4 separate regions of the Mus musculus genome follow, and all the other regions are linked to region 2. The links are chromatin contacts, called in public Hi-C, HiChIP or PLAC-seq and promoter capture Hi-C maps. All regions are on one chromosome and are shown on one strand. The core of a region is the stretch at or near the end of the contact, and the rest is flanking DNA. Distances in the headings are between cores, read along the strand shown. Region 1 overlaps Tom1l2 (target of myb1-like 2 (chicken)). Region 2 holds the start of Rai1 (retinoic acid induced 1). Region 3 holds the start of 1810063I02Rik (RIKEN cDNA 1810063I02 gene). Region 4 has its middle 32 kb from the start of Nt5m.

Region 1 (3,062 bases), core at 128-2,627, 140 kb after region 2:
CTTTATGAGTTCAAGGCCCGCCTGTTCTACAAAGTTTGTGCCAGGACAGCCAGGACTACATAGAGAGATCCTGTTTTAAAAACAAACAAACAAATAAACAAACACAACAACAACATCAACAAAACCTCCCACAAGATTTGCAGGAGCCAGAGGAGTGAAGGACACCAGAACAAGTCCCACAGGTCCTCTATGTGAGTCTGTGCTAGGTCCTCTGCATGGGTCTGTGCTAGGTCCTCTGCGTGGGTCTGTGCTAGGTCCTCTGCGTGGGTCTGTGCTAGGTCCTCTGCGTGGGTCTGTGCTAGGTCCTCTGCGTGGGTCTGTGCTAGGTCCTCTGCATGGGTCTGTGCTAGGTCCTCTGCGTGGGTCTGTGCTAGGTCCTCTGCATGTGTCTGTGCTAGGTCCTCTGCGTGGGTCTGTGCTAGGTCCTCTGCATGGGCCTGTGCTAGGTCCTCTATGTGAATCTGTGCTAGGTTCTCTGCATGGGTCTGTGCTAGGTCCTCTGCGTGTGTCTGTGCTAGGTCCTCTGCATGTGTCTGTGCTAGGTCCTCTGCGTGGGTCTGTGCTAGGTCCTCTGTGTGGGTCTGTGCTAGGTCCTCTGTGTGGGTCTGTGCTAGGTCCTCTGTCTGTATGTTATGGTGTTAACTTGGTGTTTTAGCTGGACTCCTAACAGTAGGAGTAGGGGGTGGTGTCTCTGACTCTTTGGCCTGCTCTTGGGACACCTCTCCTCCTCCTCACCTTGGTATGAGGGTTTGTGTCGAGTCTTATCCCACCTTATATGCTGAACTCAGTTGATATCCCTGGGAGACCTGCTCTTTTCTGAAGGGACAGAGGAGGAAGGAATGGATCTGAGGGAGAGGGGGTGGGGACTGGGCGGAGTCAAAGGAGGTATTGAAAAAAATAAATAAAACAAAAACAAAACAAAAAGAGAACTAGAAAGACTACATGGGCATGGTGGTGGGTAACTGTAATCTGAGCATTTGGGGAGAGACTGGGGCAGGAAGGTCAAGAGTTCAAGGCCAGTCTGAGACACGTGTGTGTGTGTGTGTGTGTGTGTGTGTGTGTGTGTGTGTGTTGCAGAGGTGCTTCTGACATCTTTGTAATGCAGCCCAATGGGCTTATGGGCAGCAGTCACACATCACACATTATTTCCTGCTGTACATCTCCAGTGAAGGGTTACATGGAACTACTGGGTTAGAGAGCCTCCAAAGCAAACAGTGCCTGTGTTCTGTTCTTACTTATGTCATAGCACTGTCCTCTGACAAACTTATACAGAAACCTGCCAGTCAGCAGAGTGAGTGGCTACAGCCTCCAAGGGGCTCACACTGCTGTCAGGCTCCTTTAATGGAGAAGGCTGGCCTAGAGTCAAAGCAAGCCACAACCCTGGGCCAATTGGGAAGTGCCTAAATCGGTACAGATGGGAGCAGTTTTCCACACTACCCACGTAAAGCTAGGTCCAGAAGAAACCAAAAAAAAAAAACCAACTTTGTCCTGTGGGAGGCTTCGGGAAGAAAAAAGAGGGTTCAAGTTTATCACTTTAAGTGGTTTGGCTGCAGGAAGAAGTGAAGAAAAGTGTGTTTCCCCAGAGAAACAGTGCTCACATCCAGCCTACTTCACTCAATACCCCAGAAGTACTGACATTTACAAAGGGAATGATCTTTTTTCAAGACTAGAAATAGAGGAAATCCTGTTCTTTAGTAAAGGTTCCCCTCCCCCAGTCCTTTTCAAATTCAAAGGATCATCAAAGGAGCAGGTGCAAACCCTGTCTCAGCCCTCCCTGGGACTCACAGGGAGCAGAGGTGGAGGCTGCAGTCAGCTGCCTGCTCTTCTGTTCTCTGGAGAACAAGAAGCACTTTTTCTGTCATCCAAGAGCAAATGAGCATCTCTGATGACTACTCCCCACCTCTAACACCTCCCAGGCTCCCAGGCTCCTCTCCCTGCTTTGTTTATGAATGAACTTCCTCTGATACACCAATCATCTTCTCAAGGAGAAGACCCCGAGGACTTTGCCCCACCTCTCATAGCGGAGGAAGACATTGTTGAGGTCATCGTTGACGTGCAGCAGCTCCTCGGTGACCTCCTCATTGGACACTCGGGAGATGAGCTCCACTATGCGGTGCTGCATGGCTCGGCAGGTCCTGTTCAATTCCTAGGGAACATATGCACTTCTGGCAGGGCCTGCTGGGAATGCTTTTCTCACATTCCACTGCCTTTGAAAGGATTTGCACTGTTTCTTGAAAGTCACAGAAGGAGTACATGCTTGTTCATAAAATCAGGCGTGTGCAGAATGTGAAGTTAACAGCTTCCTCCTCTCCTGCCTCAGAGGAAGCAAGTAGTTCTGTAGGCTTGCGAGCATGTGCAACCACACACACACACACACACACACACACACACACAATGACGGACACACACATGCACGCATTCACACAGATACCCAGACACACACACAGAGATGCACACTCACACGTGCACACACACACATACACACACACACCTCTGAGCATACACAAGTATGTTAGTACAAGTCATTTTTAAAAAGAATATTTAATGCAAATAAATTTGGAAATCAATATGGGATACCTATAAAGATACAATTTAGTAAGGCTATTTAAGCAGATATATTCCTATAATTCCACTAAAAACAAAACAATTAATTAAACCATCACATACAGAAAAAAGCTTTGGATGGCTGAAATAATACCATAACAACCATTTTGCTTTGTCTTTGTCAGTTAAGCTTTCGCCTGTGTTTGATTTGAGTTATAAAGTTAAACCATCACTCTCTAGTGTTAAGGTTGCACCACACAGCTGGGCAGTGGTGGCACACACTTTTAATCCCAGCACTTGGGAGGCAGAGGCAGGTGGATTTCTGAGTTCGAGGCCAGTCTGGTCTACAGAGTGAGTTCCAGAACAGCCAGGGCTACACAGAGAAACCCTGTCTAAAAAACAAAAAACAAAAAAACAAAAAAAACCCACCAAAAACCAAAAAAACAAAGAAACAAAAAAAACCCTGCAACCAATCCCCCTGAACGACTACCAACAACCAACCAACATCTCAGGGCTCT
Region 2 (3,049 bases), core at 91-2,590:
CATAGATGTGGTGGGCTAGGAGAGAAGCAGTCAGGATGTATAGGATGAGGCAGAAGGGGTGAAGTGTCTGTTACAAGAAGACAAAGGTGCTGAACTTAGCACAACGCTCACACTCCTGATGAAGAAACAGGACTGAAAGGGTGACTGACTCACTTGTGTCAAGTCACCTGGGGACTTGGGTGCTTTGACCTGATGAATGGCTCAGACTTCGACGAAGCAGGTAACTCATGCCACCCTGAGGAGGGGAGCAGAAGCCTTGGGGTAGCCACGGCTCATGGGGCTGTCTATAAGTTAATCGGTTCATTTACAAATCCATTCAAAATTCTTTTACTTAAAATCTGTTGGTGGCTTACTTCCCACAGCACTAAGGAGGCTGCCTTTAGGCTCTTTGTAGTCCTACAGGCCCTGACCTTGGATTAAAATTCAGCATGCTTTTTTTTTTTTTTTTTGGTTTTCCGAGACAGGGTTTCTCAGTGTAGCCCTGGCTGTCCTGGAACTCACTCTGTAGACCAGGCTGGCCTGGAACTCAGACATCCGCCTGCCTCTGCCTCCCAAGTGCTGGGATTAAAGGCGTGTGCCACCACTGCCTGGCTAACATGCCCACTTCTTATCCCATTGGGTATGTATGGCCTCCTTACACTTGTGCTTATTCATCAAGAGCACTCCTGCCTCGGGGCACCCACACTTGTCTTTTCCTCTCAAAGAATGCTCTTCCATGCGCTGCTGGTGCAGGCTCCTTCCTGCTCTTCAGCGATTTGTTCAGACAGGCCTTCTCTCACTCGCAGCTAAATCCATCACTGCACCTGCTGATTTTCTTCCTAGCACTTATTTCGCTCTAAAATTATCTTCGTTATGGACCTGATCATTGTTGGCTGTCTGAGTCTCCCCTACACAATGCCAGCTCCTTGACAGGCAGGAACCGCACTGCTTCGGTACCCAACAAGGTGCCACATGTGCCGTGACTACATTTTTTACATCTAACTTGAGGAAATTTGAAACGGATTCTCCAACCAAAGAAACAGTCACAGGTGAGGGCCACATGGTGGTGGAATGAGCGGGGGACGGGGAGAGGCCTGGCCCAAGTCTAAGTCCAAAATCCTCAGCGAGTGATGAGCAGACCATGTCCTGTGGCTGTCCCCAGGCCTTTCTCGCCGGGCTGCACCTTCAGGCCCTCTGCCAAGCCCCTGCCCCCAGACAGACATGGGGCGTGCAGTGGGGCGCGCGGGCGCCAGGGGGCGCTGTCGGGGCGCGAACGGCCCACCTGGCACCCGAGGCCACGAGCGAGAGCTGCCTGGCCGCCCGGGAACTTTTTTCCTCGCGCTCTCGCTCTCCTGCTCCCCCCGCACGTCGCCCGCCCGCCCGCCGCTCTTCCTGTGTGGAGGGGATCGCATTTCTCTCGGGCTCCCGCGGGCATCAGGCAGGCCCGGCAGGGTGCGCGGTCAGGGCCCGCTACGCGCGCCGCCGGCTCCCGGCGCCCCGGTGCCACCCCCGCTCGCGCCTGGGCTCGGACAGGCCGCTTGCAGAGCCAGGCGGTGGTGGCGGTGGTGGCGGCGGTGGCCAGGGTAGCTGGCTGCCTTGTCGAGGTCCGAGGAAGGGGCCCCGCGGCCCACCCTCTTTCCCGCCCGGGCGGCCGTCGTGCCGGACACCCATGGGCGCGCGGGCCTCCGGGCCGCGAAGTCGCAGCGCCGGACGCCGGGCCCCGGAGTGACCGCGGGCTCCGAGGTGAGCGGGGAGCCCGGCGCGGGGACAAGGACCTGGGCGGGGGCGGCGCGAGGCGTGGGGACCCAGCGGGCAGGGGTCCGGGCGGGGGCCGAGCGCGCGTGGGGCGCGGACGCGGGGTCGCGCGGCCTGGCTTTGTGTGGCGCCGGCGTGAGGCCGCTGGTGGCCGTGTAGGAGCTGCATGAGGGGATTCTGGAGAGTCGGTGGCCCGCCGGGCGCCGGTGCTGGGACCTGAGGCCCAGTGTCACCGAGTGTGGGGCGGGGACGTGGGGCGGTGCAGCGAGGGCCCGAGGGAGCTTTGTGAGTGCGTTCTGGGTGGGGACGGGGAGCCGGAGGCTCGGGGTGTAGCCTGCTCCCGGGTGTCCGGACTGCGAGGGCCGCTCGTGGTGACACAGGACGCGGCGGTCGCCGCGTGTCCCCGCCTGGGCCTGTGCGCAGGCCCCGCACTGACCAGGAAACGGTCCCCGCGACCCAGGAGTCCCTTCGTGGCCAGGCCCTGGGCGCACGGGCCTTTTGGGGTGACGCCACCGGCTGGAGCCCGGGACACGCGAGCTTGGTGCCCTTCCGAAAGCGGCGCGGCGGCCAGGCCCGTGGGCCCTTTCGAGGCCGAGTCCCACGCCTTTTGGAGGCAAGAAGACCTGTGGGGGGGGGATACTGGGCCGAGCGCGGCAGGGGCGAGGGCTTGGCAGGGCTGGGAGGTGACATTTGGAGCTCTGGTCACAACTGGAGGCCTTCAAGGAGGAGCAGAGGGGAAGCGAAACACAAGGCAGGCTCCAGGTCGCGGCGGCCCCAGTTTCCCGGGGCGCCCGTTTTTCCCAGCGACCAGCTAGCTAGCTCCTCTTGGGGCTCCCGGTCGCTCATTCACACAGCAGGGCGGGAGTGCAGCCAGGAGCTGTGCCTGCGTCCCGGGAACCCAGGACCTGAGGACTCTGAATGGATTAAACCCGAGCGTCTTACGCTCCGAAGGACTGGGGACGTGAGGCTGCGTGCCTGCACGGCGAGCCCAGGCCGGCGCGTCCCAGCCCCACCGCACGCACTCCCGCAGCGCTTGTGTCGCGGTTCGAGCGGGGCCCCGCGCCCCCTCCCACCCCCTTTTCCAACGGCAGTGCTGTGTTGAGAATTCAAGGGCATTACATCTGGTTGCAATCTAGTTTCATGCGGCTGCTGGGCTGTTAAGACCTCGAGCTGACGTCAGAGCAGGGGAATTACTTCTTTTTATTTTATCTTTTTTTAGTTGTCTGCTGCCCTGGGAGGGGAGGCGGGTGGAGAGTGGGGCCAGGCAAGCTGTGATGTGGAGGCGCCAGCGCGATGGGAGCCCAGATCTGGGAGC
Region 3 (2,793 bases), core at 206-2,705, 180 kb before region 2:
GAAGGCAAGACTGTTTTAAACAGAATACCAGCAGCACAGGAACTAACTCCACCATCAACTGATAGGAACAGGAGAATGACAGTTCTCTGCACAGGACACAGTCAGCAGTTAACAGACAGCCCAGAGAAGGGGAGAAAATCGGTACCCAGTACACTTCAGAGAGGGGATAATGTCCAGAACTTAGAAAGAACTGTGGAGATTAAACGCCAAGGGAATAAAACTGCCAACCAGCAAATGGACAAATGAACTGAATAGACAGATTTTTAAAAAGACACACAGACAGATGGCCAATTTACTATTTTTAAAATTATCCAATACCCCCACCATTAGGGAATGCCAATCAAAACTACTTTGAGGTACCACCTAACCCCAGTCCAAATGGCGTTTGTCAATAAATCTGACCACAAACGTTGGAGAGGATGTGGAGAAACAGGAACTCTTAATTCACCATTGAAGAGAATTCACTGTTGTTGAGGATGCAAACTGATACAGCCCCGTGGAAACCGCTGCAGAGAGGTCTCAAAAAATAAAAATAAAACCAGAACTAGCACGTGACCCAACTAGTCCACTCCTGGGTATACACCCACCAAACCACACCCACCCTATAGATATGTGCACCACTGTGTTAATTACTGTTTAATTCACTATGGCAAAAAATTGGAATCAACAGAGGAGCCAATAATGAAACATATATGTGTGTGTGTGTGTGTGTGTGTGTGTGTATATACATATGTAATGGAATATAATATATCATGTATTATATATAATGGATTATTGCTCAGCTCTAAAGAAAAGTGAAATAAAAATTTGCAAGAAAACAGATGGCCTTAAAATGTATAATATCCAGTGAGGTCACACAGCCTCAGAAAGAAAAAGCCCCATGTCCTCTTCATATGGTGAATCTAGCAAATATTATACACACACATGCAAACAAGCGTGCCTGCCGGTACAGTATGATATGGAGAAGAGAGAACGAGAAAGGCTGAACACCACGGGAAAGGAGGGCTGAATGCAAGGAAAGAATGCGACCTAAGAGAGAGAATATAAATCTGTTTTTCTAGTTCTAACTCCGTCATAAGATTTATTCTTTTGGTTTTGGTAGTGGATAAACAAACACCTAAAGTATATTTGATAGTGAAAGATAAAGTTCACTGAGAAGTCCCACAGCGTCCCTAGGTAGGATTATAATTGCTGAGATGAAACACCGGGACCAAGCTGGGGAGGACAGGGTTTGTCTGGCTTACACATCTTGAATTACAGCCCACTGAGAGAAACCAAGGCAGGAACTCCAGCAGCGCAGGAAGCTGGAGGCAGAGGCTGAGGCAGAGACCATGGAGAGGTGCTGCTCACTGGCTTTCCCCTACCCAGGATCACCTGACGGGGTGGCCCCACCCACAACGGGCTGGACCCTCCCACTTTAATCACCAATTAAGAAGCTGCCCCACAGATCTTACGGAGGCATTTTCTCAGCTGAGGTTCCCTCCTTTCCGGCGATCCTAGCTTGTGTCCAGTTGACATAAACCAGCCGGCACAGCTTCCATCCTGAGTACCTATTCAGCCAGCTGTGAGTTGTCTAAACTCAGGGTCTGGTTAATTTGGGTATGTGGCTGATTTATTTTAAGTTATTTTAACAATAAAGTTTAAAAACCTTTAAAAGTTGTTGTTGTTTTTTTTCTTTCAGACCATGGTTACCACAGTGCCTGACAGGGAGGAGGTCAGAGCCAGAGATGTGGGATGCTGACTCCGAGACCGAGATTTGAACTGACAGAAGCTGATGGGACAGGAGAGCTGGTTGGTCCCCTTGAAACATTTCTAGGATTAAAAAAATAAAAGGCTCGTAACCATGAACCTCAGCTCTGACGAAAGCTTGGAATCTCTGGGGATTGGAAACAAAGGCCATGTTCCCAGTTCTCCCCAGGCCTCTCTCTGGGGCGCTGGGGAGTCTTAAGCTCAGCACGTGGAGCCCACCTGACCTCTGTCACAGGTCTACACCAAGGCCAGGGAGCAAAGCACACCGGCCCTGAGCTTGGCGTGAGGAGCGGGGACCCGGTCCTCAGTAAAACACCTGACAGTAACAGGAGCCCAAGCCCTTTCTCCGTCCAAGCCATGATTGGGGACGGTGTTCTGGACCCTGTCTGTGTCTCTTGGGCCTCAACTCTCTGACTCTAGATCTTCCGTGAGCCACTCCACATGCCCTTTTAAAAATGTCAAACTCAGGGCCAGTGTGATGCTGCTGTGGGTAAAGACACCTGCTACCACGCATGGTTATTTGCTTGATCCCTGTCACTTTCATGGTAGAAGGAGAGAACCAATTCTCATGGGCTGTCCTCTGATCTACACACACACACACAACACACACACACACACAAACACATACTAAATAAATGAATAAAAAATTTTAAACTCAGATTTAAATTTAATTATCTTATATACATTCATAGCACTGCCTGTTAGCAAATATACCCATGGAATCAGAACTCAGACTTGAAGCCAGAAGGCAGCACCCAATGGCTCTGGGGCTCTCTGCCCTGCAGGTGCAATCTCTAACTGGATTTTACCTGTTTTTGAGCTTTATCTGTAAGTGGTGTCTTAGTCAGGGTTTCTATTCCTGCACAAACATCATGACCAAGAAGCAAGTTGAGAAGAAAGGGTTTATTCAGCTTATACTTACACATTGCTGTTCAGCACCAAAGGAAGTCAGGACTGGAACTCAAGCAGGTCAGGAAGCAGGAGCTGATGCAGAGGCCATGGAGGGATGTTACTTACTGGCTTGCTCAGCTTGCTTTTTTATAG
Region 4 (2,904 bases), core at 27-2,526, 220 kb before region 2:
CCATTCCAGAGATTGCACCACCCACAAAGGGCTGCCCTCCCCCACTGATCATTAACTAAGAAAATGCCCTACAGATAGATCTTAGGTGGATATTTTCTGGATTGAGTTTCCCTCCTTTTACTTAACTCTAGCGTGTCAAGGTGACATAAAACTAGCCACCATATCTGCTGAGGTTTGCAGCGCTCTCTGGGTTTCTCCCTCCTACCTCCTGCTCAGGGAGTTTGTGGTCTCTGGGGCCCTTCATGGAGTAGCCTGGCATCCAGTCTTCACTAGTCCTCCTATTTATACTAGGGTTGCTGAGAGCAGCATTTGACCAATCCTGTGGTGATCCAGGAGGACCAGGAGGCCCTCCTCACCAGTTAGGGACACTCTTAGGCAAGCTCCTTCAGAGCCCAAAGCTCTGCTACCCTTCCAACAAATGGTGCTCCCTGTCTGGGAGGCTCCACTGGGTATGAGAAGGCCCCAACTTCTTGTCTGTCCTTGCAGAGACATGGTGAGAGTTTTACGCACTGGATCCTTCTGGAGGTGCCCCAGGAGTCTGAAAGCTGTCCCCAAAACACAGGCATCAGTGGCTGCGTTTATCTGCTGGGATTCTGTACCCAGGGAGCACAAGGGCTGGCATTACCTCGTCGGTGCAGTCGAGGAAGAACTGCCAGTTAGATTCCTGAGTGTCGCTCATCAGACAAGTAGCTATCAAGCACCCATGGCTGAGGACTGGCAGGGGAAGTGGAAGCACCCACTCTCTCTCTCTGTGCCCAATGTTGTGCCTTCTTTTAAAAACGACTCTACAGGATAAAAATACATGGAAGCCACATATGAACAGCCTCCCCAGTGAGTGTCTCTGCGGTTTGAAAACTCCTTGATTAGATCTGCTACAGCTGGCTTGAATGTACAGACTAGGTTTCACAGAAGGTCAGTAACAACCAAGCTACTTGCCACTTAATGAACGCCTGCCTGCACAGAGGACTTGTGGACTTAATGCAAACTCCAAGAATCTATTAATTAGTTCCACTACTGGGCAAATTCTAGAGGTTCTCAACCTGTGGGTCGTGACTTCAGGTGACATATCAGATATTTACACTATGATTCATAACATCAAAATTACAGTTATGAAGTAGCAACAAAATAATTGTATGGTGTGGGGAGGGGTCACCAGAGCATAAGGAACTGTATTAAATAAAGTGTTGCAGCATTAGGAAGGTTGAGAACCACTGAGTGAAACAAATCTGACAGAGGAACTACAGTTTGTAAAGATGGCCACTTGATGGCGCCAGAGGACTGGCTCCAGAACCTTGGAGCCCTTTGTGCCTCCCTGAAGCCTGCAGTCATCCCTGGGAAGTCTCAGCCTGTTGTTCCCAGCCACCAGCATTTCTCTCTGACCTAGGCACCTTCTGGGCTGGGTCTTGGAACCTCAGGCACTGTTGTCTGAGCACTGGGATATGACTCACATCAGCTGCTCCCCCCACTGAGAAGGGCCTGGCATTATTGGATGTGTGAGTCTCCAGGCTCAGCCAGTGCAGTTCTTCCCTACACAGGCCCCATCTCCAGCCTGGAGCCTCTGCTTTCCGACCCCACTGACCCAGGCCCTGCCCTGCCCTGCCAGCGATCATCCTCCCAAGTCCCAGCCTTATGACAACTTACAGTCCTAACTCCACAGGACTCCGGAGTCCTAACTCCACAGGACTCTTATGCAAGGAGAAGAGAGTCTAGGGAAGAGGACAGAAGACCCCAATGCTTCCTGAGCCTATGCTGTGTGCTGCGATATCATAAATTTCCCCAAGTGACTATGAAGCAAGGTTAAGATAAAAAGAGGAAAGGTTTATTTTTGGTTTATTAGGGACTAAGACCAAAGCTTTCAGCCCACAGTCTGTTGGTCCTTTTGCTGTTGAGCCTGGGATGAAGAAGAGTATTATGGTGGGGTCACTCAGTGGAGCCAGTGTTCACTCTGTGCCTGAGGTGTGAAACGACAAGTGTAGAGGAGGGATGAGGGTCCCTTTGAGTATCCCTCCCAATGACCTAACTTCCTTCCCCTAGGCCCCATGCCCTACAGGCCCCCCCATATTACCTTCAACACATGGTCTTGCAGGGGGTGGTGATTTTACAATAAAAGCTAAGACCCACACTGACAGACTAAGCTGCACTTTCCCACCACCAAGCACACACACAGCCGAGCAGAGAACACAAGTGTGCTGTGTCTGTTTAATTTTTTCTGCTGTTTGTTGTTTTTGTTTTTCAAACAAGCTTTCACTATGTAACCCTGATGTCCTGGGATTCACTCTGTAGACCAGGCTGGGCTTGACCTCAGAGATCCACCTGCTCTGAACACAACACCCAGCACAAGGTCTGTTTTGTGGGGGTAGGAAGAAGGTGTGGGTGAAGCAGGCAGTGACATCCAGGGACAATGACAGTTTAAGCAGAGTCTGAGGTATTGTTGGTGGGATGCTTGCTGGTCTGCAAATGGAGACAGCAGGGGCAAAATGACACTGTGGTGTGAACCATAAAACCATAAGTACACTTAAGCCTGAGTAATTCATGCTGTGTGCGTGCGTGCGTGCGTGCGTGCGTGCATGCGAGTACATGCGTACATGCCTGCCTTCATGCATGGATTCTGGGAGTGAGATGTGGTCATCTAGGCACCACTGAGTTCATCCTATGGGAAAAAGGGATTAGACATCCCAGGAAGGGAAGAACCAAAACAGAAATGGAGCAACAGCGGCAGGTGCCAAGAAAGGAACTGAGGGACCTGCAAGCAGCTTACGGTGAGGGAAGGTGCAGGTCGCCAGTGGGAGCAGAGAAGTAGGAGCCAAGGCCAAGGCCAAGGGAGGGACCACAGATACAGGAAGGAGAAAGGAGAGCAGAGTAGCCCCAGTTCCTGAGAGGAGACAAACCATGCCACTGGGGAGT

What was found. Promoter capture Hi-C pulls out the DNA fragments that hold promoters and counts their contacts. Hi-C and Micro-C count contacts between places; a contact is called where the count stands out from the background. HiChIP or PLAC-seq counts read pairs in DNA pulled down with a chosen protein or histone mark.
Region 1: a contact with region 2 is called in a Hi-C map of cerebral cortex, with 2.0 times the contacts expected there. The contact joins the enhancer-like site here to the promoter of Rai1 in region 2. A contact is called at or near these places in 13 of 39 promoter capture datasets (the 3T3-L1 cell line, 3T3-L1-derived adipocytes, cranial neural crest and 6 more), 1 of 15 datasets of contacts at CTCF or cohesin (CD8 T cells), 7 of 484 Hi-C or Micro-C datasets (the HL-1 cell line, cerebellum, cerebral cortex and 4 more), 11 of 115 datasets of contacts at active chromatin or transcription factors (the 230-238 cell line, T-cell acute lymphoblastic leukemia, double positive thymocytes and 8 more) and 4 of 9 other capture datasets (adipose tissue, embryonic stem cells, liver and 1 more).
Region 3: a promoter capture Hi-C map of liver shows a contact between it and region 2, with 3 times the contacts expected there. The contact joins the promoter of 1810063I02Rik here to the promoter of Rai1 in region 2. A contact is called at or near these places in 16 of 39 promoter capture datasets (the 3T3-L1 cell line, 3T3-L1-derived adipocytes, the C10 cell line and 10 more).
Region 4: a contact with region 2 is called in an H3K4me3 HiChIP or PLAC-seq map of forebrain, with 3 times the contacts expected there. The contact joins the enhancer-like site here to the promoter of Rai1 in region 2. A contact is called at or near these places in 17 of 39 promoter capture datasets (the 3T3-L1 cell line, 3T3-L1-derived adipocytes, the HPC-7 cell line and 11 more), 1 of 15 datasets of contacts at CTCF or cohesin (embryonic stem cells), 1 of 484 Hi-C or Micro-C datasets (embryonic stem cells), 8 of 115 datasets of contacts at active chromatin or transcription factors (DN3 thymocytes, the HPC-7 cell line, embryonic forebrain and 4 more) and 1 of 9 other capture datasets (adipose tissue).

What each region holds. Positions count from the first base shown.
Region 1 is chr11:60,246,919-60,249,980 of GRCm38.p6, forward strand. It overlaps Tom1l2 (target of myb1-like 2 (chicken)), which reads right to left. Exons shown (of 15, transcript NM_153080.3): 8 at 2,013-2,146. Among named protein-coding and RNA genes, the nearest start is that of Gm38501, 10 kb to the right of the region's middle. Within about 2 kb of position 1,378, at least 48 of the 459 cell types and tissues checked have an H3K27ac peak or open chromatin away from gene starts, as enhancers often do. A contact at or near this core is called in T-cell acute lymphoblastic leukemia, cerebral cortex, double positive thymocytes and 7 more, where this site is marked.
Region 2 is chr11:60,103,673-60,106,721 of GRCm38.p6, forward strand. Rai1 (retinoic acid induced 1) reads left to right here and starts at 1,341. Exons shown (of 6, transcript NM_009021.2): 1 at 1,341-1,722.
Region 3 is chr11:59,920,044-59,922,836 of GRCm38.p6, forward strand. It overlaps 1810063I02Rik (RIKEN cDNA 1810063I02 gene), which reads left to right and starts at 1,456. Exons shown (of 2, transcript NR_130986.1): 1 at 1,456-1,564; 2 at 1,682-1,846.
Region 4 is chr11:59,878,850-59,881,753 of GRCm38.p6, forward strand. No RefSeq gene overlaps it. Among named protein-coding and RNA genes, the nearest start is that of Nt5m, 32 kb to the left of the region's middle. Within about 2 kb of position 1,277, at least 61 of the 459 cell types and tissues checked have an H3K27ac peak or open chromatin away from gene starts, as enhancers often do. A contact at or near this core is called in adipose tissue and forebrain, where this site is marked.